3 separate regions of the Gossypium arboreum genome follow, and regions 1 and 2 are each linked to region 3. A link is a contact called in public Hi-C data. All regions are on one chromosome and are shown on one strand. The core of a region is the stretch at or near the end of the contact, and the rest is flanking DNA. Distances in the headings are between cores, read along the strand shown. Region 1 has its middle 6.9 kb from the start of LOC128292144. Region 2 holds the start of LOC108458417 (B3 domain-containing protein At2g36080-like). Region 3 holds the start of LOC108460524.

Region 1 (3,009 bases), core at 106-2,605, 780 kb before region 3:
ATAAATAAAAATTTAAATATCAAACTCAACATTAAAACTAAATTTAAACACCAGCATCTATCCGCACAACTTTTAATATGATGATAATAGTAAAAAGTTTTATGGATTGAGTTTAAAGTAATGAAAATAACCACATACAGAAAACTAGTGATGATGTAGTAACAAAGGCAAGTTTTGAGTCAAAGCTTTCACACACATGTACACAACACGTATAGTTTTGCAATTAATTATAACCTATGTCGGGATTCAAGTATGGTGTACTCAGAACAGGTGAATGAATCTAATTCAAATAAGTATTAATTGCCAGCAATACCATCACAAAAGAATGAAGATTTAATTTTCTAAAAAGAAAACTAGTTTTAATTATCATCATAAAATGAGAAAAAAGATTTTTTAAAGAAAATTTATTGAATAATTTGAATTAAATGATCTCTATTTGAAATATTGTAAGCGAGGAGTATAACAAAAATTGATTTTCTTATCAGTTTAACAAATGGTATCTTCTTTATTGGTTACCACTATTATGAGGGTGAGAAATTATAAAAAAATAAATCATTGATAGCGGACATGAAAGGTTTATTGGAGGAACATGCTAATTTTTGCTCATCGTTTTCTTTCCCTTTATAACATTTTAGTTTGAAAAAGATGATTTGATCATGAAATCCAATTTCTTCCTAGTATTTATACAGGTAATGTATATAATACAGGTTTTTTTATATAGCTAAATATCATTAAAATACAATTAAAATATACATAATAGTTAGGAAGAGTCATAGGTAACCAAAATAAACTTTCAACTGAAATATCATTAATTAGGGATGGAACACCTAGGCAGTAAAGTAGATGGAACACCAGAAATTGCTAGTAATTTGGCAATCCTTGAGTAGGTGTTGAATGTCTTCTTGTGAATTGGAACAAAGTGGGCATAAATCCTCCAACGGAAAGTTTCTATGCCAGAGAAAAGATTTAGTGAGGACAACCTTAAAGGCCACATTTCCAAATGAAGGTTTTCTGATTTAGATCTCCAGACATATGTTTATAGTTGAGAGTTTGGGCTCAACTGAAATAAACTATTTTTAAAGGATAAGGAATACGCACTCGCAAACGTGAAACAATAATTGTTCGATAGTCCCCAAATAAATAATATTGTTCTCAACGGTTGACTCTAGTATCGAGATATTTAAGAAAATGCCAACCAATTCTTTCAAGATAGGGTTAGAAATAAACTAAGGCCTAGATGCATCCCGTTTAACTTTTATTTAATTAAACGTCTAGTTGCCTTCATCTTGTCTAAGCGGCCATTGAGTTAATTCCCGCACTAATCTCAACGCTAATCAATTATCATATTGAAAGTTAATTGTTGTTCCATTCTTAACCACCCATATAATCTCTGAGATTATAATGAGCTTTCATAACAACGTGTGGGTTCCTCAAGTCCTATAAATGTTTAACTTTAAAGGTTTTAACTCGAATATCGTCTCTTGAATTAATCCCACCCCAATTTAACCATGAAGGCTTTATACTCCAAATGTTATTTTTAATGCTGTTTTTTTTTATGGCCTAGGATGTTTGCTTATGCGTTGGCTTTTGTTTCATCCATGTTGTCTGGAGGTGCTACCAATTTGTCATGTGTTTTGTCCTTTTGTCATGCTTGCGGTTCTTAATAAAACTGCATTTTTTAAAAAAAAAAAGAAAAAAGAAGAAGAAAGTTCTCCACTAAAATAAAAATGTTTGATTTGTAGATCCTAAATTTCATTTAGATTAAAATTAAAACTCCTTTGCCATTGATTTGTTTGGTTGAATTTTGAAGGCCTGCAAAATCAACCATTTGTGGAGCTTCGTATTGGTTCGGTTCGGTTCTATGGTGATACGAATGGGGGCCATTTCAAGTTGCATTTGCGGTATATTAAAATTGTTGAACCATTTTTGAATTAATCAATTTTGAACAATTGTGTAAAGGAGGCCCATTTGTACTAACTAAAGCCTATCAATTGGTTTGAAACTCTCAGGCCCAACACGTTGACACTTGATGCCCGTTTTAGATTGGAATGCTACCGGGCCTTTGGCATTATGGGTTTAAGTTAAGTTATATATAATAAATTTAGGCTTATTAGTAATAAAAGCCCTCAATGAAAAATAAAAAAAAATTAATTAAGCCTTCAACAAAATTTCACACCCAATTGAGCCCTTAAAAATAAAAAATTAATTACTTAAACCTCTTCATTAACGATGATCAAGTTTGACAATTTATTTTTGTTGACGTCGCTGACAGATGAATCAAATGATGATATGTGACAACCACGTATAGATCATGCTGACGTGGTAAAAATATTTTTAAAAAATAAATAAAACTTTAAATAAATAAATTTTAAAATAATTATTTAAAATATCACATCTAGATGCAATTCTTAAATAATTATTTAAAGTAAATATTTTTGGAAATGTTTTACTTGAATATCACTCCCAGCAGGACTAGACTTAGATCGTAAAACAGATGAACACAATTGTAGTTATAAAAATTATAAAATTATATAAAATTATTATAAATTATGAATAATTATTAAATTTATTTAAGGAATAAAAAGTACATATTAAATTTAAGATATAAAAAGTACATATTTAAAATTATTAAAAACTTAAAATGTTATTGAAGGTTGATAGAGGAAGCTTTGTGGATCATCGGACGGGAGTGATTTCATTATCAAGGAAGCTGTAAAGCTCTCGTTCAAAAGGTGTGTTGGCAGTTGGACACGAACTGGAGACCAAGGGTCGAAAAACTTAGAACCGATAAAAGGAATCAGATTTTGGAACTCTAACAAACAACAGTAAACGAGAAGACCAGATTGACTGTATGATTGATGGCAGGTTGTTAAGTTAGGTCCAATGGTTGCGTTTTTTGACCATTGTTGAAGCTTTTCAAGTATCATGCTCGTTAGTCCCTACAAAACAAATCATAGAACATGGTGATGCACACCGAGCAAGAAGAGTTAAGAATGAAGAACAGAAGAG
Region 2 (2,777 bases), core at 164-2,663, 710 kb after region 3:
CATCTCTTTTCTCATTTTGAAGGGAAGGGATTCATGGATTTTTTTAAAAATAATTTATTTAAATCTTTCAGTCCCCCACAATGGGTTTCCTTGCTGCTTTCTAAAACTAGGAATGGCCAAACATCAATAATGCTTTCATGCACGTGAAAAAGAAAATACTATTCTCTCAAATCTCATTCTCGTCATATTAATATTATAGCAGGCTCAAAATTTTTTATATTTAAAAAAAAAAAAACACCCAGCTTTTCACCTAATATACCACAAACAACTTAGGGAAGATGGACCACTCCTGGCTTTCAGGTCAGATCCCCCTAATCCTTTCAGTATTTTTTTTTTCTTTTAACAAAACAAAACTTCTTTTCACTGTTTTATTTTACTGTTTCTTCTCTCTTTTTTTTTCTTTTCTCACCGAATATATATAAACCTACCAAGCCTGTTCATCTCTGTCAGATTTTACAATGTAGTATGAGATTTTTCACTGTTTGAAATGATGCAAAAATTAAGAAAAGAAGATCATACATGTGGTTCTGATTACCAAAAACCCTGCAGTTTGGGGGTGGCGTTGGATGGTAACCTGATTACCCATATTGCGTCAGAATTGGGCCTACTGAGTACCCACTTTTTAGTTACTTGCTTAGTAACATGGGGTGTTTTCTAAATTGCATTCAATCCACAAACCCTCTTTTTTCTTTCTCAAGGTTCATCTGGATACATTTGTTCTGCCCAATTCGGCAAATCTTTTTTACTTTATAATATATATATCTCCCAATCACAAGATATATTGGAAATGTGAATTTCAGAAACAAATTTTCTTTTTGTAGGCAAAGTGAAAGGAAATCAATTGTAATTGCTCCAATCCCAGCAACGTTTATGATTTAACATTATCCTTTCTATTTTCATTCAATGATGATGCACTTTTTAGATTTCCCCCCTAAAGTATTGTAACTCCGGAATCTGAATAAACAATTTGTGTGTATTTTATCTTTACTTTCCTATTAATATTTACACGTAGAAATTAAGTATGAAGTCAATACCTACTTTCTACCAGGCTTTTCCCCAATTTTGAACTAAAATTTTAACGCCAAAGTTTTGCGTTACACAAAGCACGTATAATGATTGATCGGAAATATAATCTTTTTACTGACAGTGTTAGAAGCATGTAATGGAAACAGATTACTAAAGAAATAGACACAAATCTAGAGAAAAAAAACTTATATGTAAAAATACTTTACTCACATAAAAATACATTATTTTTTCACGAATATCATTTAAAAAAATTAACTTATACTTTGATTTTACTTATTTTTAAATAAAAATAAAAATATAATTCAGTTATTAAAAGAACACATATTTACCTCTTTTCTAGAAAAAAAACCTTAAAGTAGTTTAGAGGATGTCAAGTACTTAAAGAATTCCCTGTTACCCCGACCCTCTTTTTTCTCTCTTTCACTTCAATCTTACCCTGTTCTTCTCTCCTCTCACTCTCTCTCTCTCTCATTGTCATATCTTTATCTTTGTAGCTGCATTAAATAGTTTCCACATCAAACTCATAATCATCACGCCTGCCTTCTTTCACCTCACTCTTCCATACCTTCCTCTCTTTTCTTTTTCTCCACACTTGCTCTAAAGCACCCATCTCTTTCCTTCTTCGCTCTTTTGTCTCTCAAATGTCCATTAACCACTTCCAGTAATTCAAACAAAACAATCCAACGACAAAACAAACTCCTTCTATGGAACCAACCCAAACCCCCCCTTCTTCAAAGCTTCACAACCCTTCCTCAATTTCCCTTGAAAACTCCCCCTGGACCTCTCACTTCTACCCCGCCATGTTCCTATCCTCCATCCACGCTGCCCGCCACTTCAACCTTAACCATGACGACGACGAAGAGCTCGACGACCAAACATCCAATCTCGACACCCTAAACCCTAAACCAAATCCCCCTGAAAACCACCAGCTAGGCCATGAAACGGAACCCATGTTTGAAAAGCCCTTAACCCCCAGCGATGTTGGCAAGCTGAACAGGCTTGTAATCCCCAAACAACATGCCGAGAAATACTTCCCGCTAGGCAGTGACTCCAGTGATAAAGGGTTGTTGCTAAGTTTCGAAGACGAGTCAGGCAAGTGTTGGCGCTTCCGCTACTCGTATTGGAACAGCAGCCAAAGCTACGTGTTAACAAAAGGATGGAGCAGATACGTCAAAGAGAAGCAACTTGATGCTGGTGACATTATTTTATTCCAACGACACCGCACGGATGGTGATAGATTGTTTATAGGATGGAGGAGGCGCGGTGCAGCAGTGGTGGTTGCACCGGCGGCTACTGATGGCGGAAACGCCGTGATGGAGAATAATGGCGGTGGTGGTGGGGGTGGAAATGGAGGGTGGAGTAATAGGCGATTGTATCGAAGGTATCCTCATCTTGGACACATTCAAGGTCTCGAGGCTAATGTGCCATACCAACCTGACTGTATTCATACAGGTATATATTTATTTTCTCATTGTAAAACTCTTATCTATTTATCTTCTTCAAAGAAATGGATTTTATTTTTAAAAATTTTAGGAATAATACAAAATTGAAAATTATTGGCACATGGAAGTGCGTGAAAGACACTTTCCAATTACATGGGAGCAATGTGGTTGTGTAAGACTGTTTCTATAATTTGTTCTTTTAAATTCTACTAACTCCGGAACGACCATTTATTATGGGGATTAGGAGTACCAATATCTACATAACCCCATATATGTGTATGTTCCAAATGATTTTGTTACCTTCACTTT
Region 3 (2,901 bases), core at 110-2,609:
ATATGTACTTACTAAGCTTACATGCTTACCTTCCTTTCTTTTCTTTCCTTATAGTGCCGCCAAGCTAGCATCAGGGATCCAATAACGTCAAAAGCTTCGATCACAGTATCACTCAAGACCTTGGTATAGTTAGTTTAATTGTTTTGTTTACTGGCATGTATAGGGACTCGAGTCTTTTGTTTAATGTTTTGTTAAGTAGCCAAAATGTGTTGGCTCATATGTGATTATGATACTCATTTTGTATAGGCCATGAATGTTGGCTAATGCTAATTATTATTCAATGTGATGATGCAAATTTCTAATGGTTATGATTAAACACTCAATAATAGAAGTGGACATAGGAGAACATTAACATAGCAAGCATTTGATTTGTAATTGTAATAACAAATATTAAGAATTTAAAAATATTCCAAATATTTTAAGGCAATGGATACATATGTTAATATTTAGATATCCATTCCATTTTTAAATTTTTATTTGCAAATTAAGATATTGGTCTAGAGGCAAATAATTTGTATTGAGATAATAAAATATTATTTAATTAAAATAAAATTATTTCTTTATTTAAATAATTAAAAAACTTATCCCAAATTATCAACTAAAAATCTACCAATTATAAATTCAAAGTTGATTGGATTATAAAACAATTATTATAGGCGGTATCCTTCCAAGAGAGTACATTATCTTTACAAAATTTTAAAAATATTAAAAATTTAATATATATATTTTAAAAATATAGTAATTTTTATAATTTTATAATATTTTTTGTAAATATATTTAGGTTCTTTCGAATGATTGTGGAAAGTATTTGATAAAAGGATAAATTATTAAAATAGTTATTTTGTTTATCTCAAATTATATTCTAATCATTTATGTTTGAAATGTTACGTTTTAGTCGCTTACGTTAACGTGTTATAATATTTTAGTCACTGAGCTGTTAATTGCCATTAATGTTATGTTAAAACATCATTTCAAACAAAAATTTTAGGTTCAATTATACAATTAGTCTCATATTTTAGGTTAAATTGCTCAAAACGAAAAAATATGGAGATCAATTGTATAATTTAATTTAAATTTTTTGTTTAAAATGATGATTTAACTTGTCACGTTAGCTTACTGTTACATCGTTAACTGTAATTAACAGCTCAATAACTAAAATGTTACAACACGTTAATATAAATGACTAAAACGTAATATTTCAAATATAAATGACTAAAATATAACTTAAAATAAATAAAATAACTATTTTAATAATTTACTCTCGATAAAAATACTAACTATTAATAACATTAGTAAACTTAAACATTGCGAAAAACGATTTACCTTGAAATTTTATGGAAGGTATTTTATTTATTCATGGAATGTATAGGTTTGGGCTTGCATATTTTTCCAATAAAAAAAGATGAAAATATATTCTGTGTATAGCAGAAACATCCTTACGGTTCTTTAAACGAAATTGTATCTACTCTCAGATCGCTAATCAAAAGAATTTTGTTACGGAAAAACATAAAAAATTTAAAACGGGAAGAACCCTTTTCTGGATTTTTCAGTTTTCAGAAGGAATTGGAGACACAAAATTAAAAATTAAAAATTAAAAATTAAAAATTAAAAAAAAAAAGGGAAAGTCCTTTCTGTCTGTTTTGTGATTACTGGTTTCTCCACGTCTACGGATAAAAACAGTAGCCTCTATTTCCTCCGCCACGTCTGCCTCTTCGCAAACACACTCCATTTTCATTTTCTGCCATTTTTCCTGCTATCCAAACGCCTTCAGTTTCCTCCCTCGATTGCTAGCAACTTGTACATGTCGGTTAAATTTCATCACCACAGCTTCGTATCTTCTAGGTATTTAAAATTCTTCCTTTTCATTTTCCCTTATGTTTATTGTTTTCACCTAAGGGTTGTTTAATTTTGGCTCTGTCCAAGTAATTTAGGCTTTTATTTGTGATAATTCCGTATAAAATTAGTCATCGAAGCTATTAATCTTTTTATTTCTTTCTCTTGAAAATGTGACGCTGAAAAATGTTACGTAATGGCGGAAAAGATTTGAACTAGTTTTTAGACAAGTTCTCGTTAATTCATTAATTAATATCTCTAGGCCTGATTGATGGCGAATTGTTTCGTTTTATTTGCAAACCAAACAGCTCAATGATTTTCTTCTCTTTTCTTTTAAGAAAGAAGAAAAACCTGCCAAAGCTCATGGCAGTTTTTTGAATTACTTAATTATGCTTGTTCAGCGTTCACGGGTAAGTTTAAAAGTTAAAAGTGAATTACTTCCGAATTTTAGTGATTCCCATTAATTAATGGGCTGTTTTATGGGATTTTAAGTCTAAAACTTTTAAACAAACGATGCAGTAGTTGGTAATGCTTCCACAGAATATATTGTTGCTAATTCAAATAAATAGTTGTAGGCAGAAGTTCCGTTATTGTTTGCGGATTAAACTAGAAACACTCTAGGGGAATGGAAGAAATAAGAAAATGCCTATTACACTAGCAGGAGAATTAAGTTATCTGCTCTTCATGGTATTCCTTTATCAATTTTCTATGAAAACGCTTGCACCTTGCTGGTTGTGGTCTTTTAGCAGGTCTTCAAATCCATGGCTTTCATGGAATTCGTTTGGATCTCATGTTTCTTGCAAAAGAATGGCTAACTTGGATTATCTATTGATGAATTGGGGTACTTTAAGGAAGAAATATCTTATAAGGCAGAGTTCATCAGATAACCACAGGCTGTTAGGTTATAGAAGACATTATTCAGCCTTTTGTAAATCAAGACGGGCAGGAATCGGTTTTCCTCTAGCATCAGCTGAAGATGGTGTCACAGTCAATGAGAGTCCGCAAACCAGTACAAGTGCAGATGTAGATGAGATAAGGGTCCAACTGAATCAATCACTGCATGGTGAG

The links. Hi-C and Micro-C count contacts between places; a contact is called where the count stands out from the background.
Region 1: a Hi-C map of leaf shows a contact between it and region 3, with 2.1 times the contacts expected there. The contact joins the enhancer-like site here to the promoter of LOC108460524 in region 3. A contact is called at or near these places in 2 of 5 Hi-C or Micro-C datasets (both in leaf).
Region 2: a Hi-C map of leaf shows a contact between it and region 3, with 2.8 times the contacts expected there. The contact joins the promoter of LOC108458417 here to the promoter of LOC108460524 in region 3. A contact is called at or near these places in 2 of 5 Hi-C or Micro-C datasets (both in leaf).

The regions. Positions count from the first base shown.
Region 1 is chr4:73,072,271-73,075,279 of ASM2569848v2, forward strand. No RefSeq gene overlaps it. Among protein-coding and RNA genes, the nearest start is that of LOC128292144, 6.9 kb to the left of the region's middle. Within about 2 kb of position 1,356, at least 2 of the 2 cell types and tissues checked have an H3K27ac peak or open chromatin away from gene starts, as enhancers often do. A contact at or near this core is called in leaf, where this site is marked.
Region 2 is chr4:74,553,897-74,556,673 of ASM2569848v2, forward strand. LOC108458417 (B3 domain-containing protein At2g36080-like) reads left to right here and starts at 1,414. Exons shown (of 3, transcript XM_017757804.2): 1 at 1,414-2,478. The coding sequence starts at 1,731.
Region 3 is chr4:73,848,921-73,851,821 of ASM2569848v2, forward strand. LOC108460524 reads left to right here and starts at 1,360. Exons shown (of 18, transcript XM_017760040.2): 1 at 1,360-1,842; 2 at 2,580-2,901. The coding sequence starts at 1,802.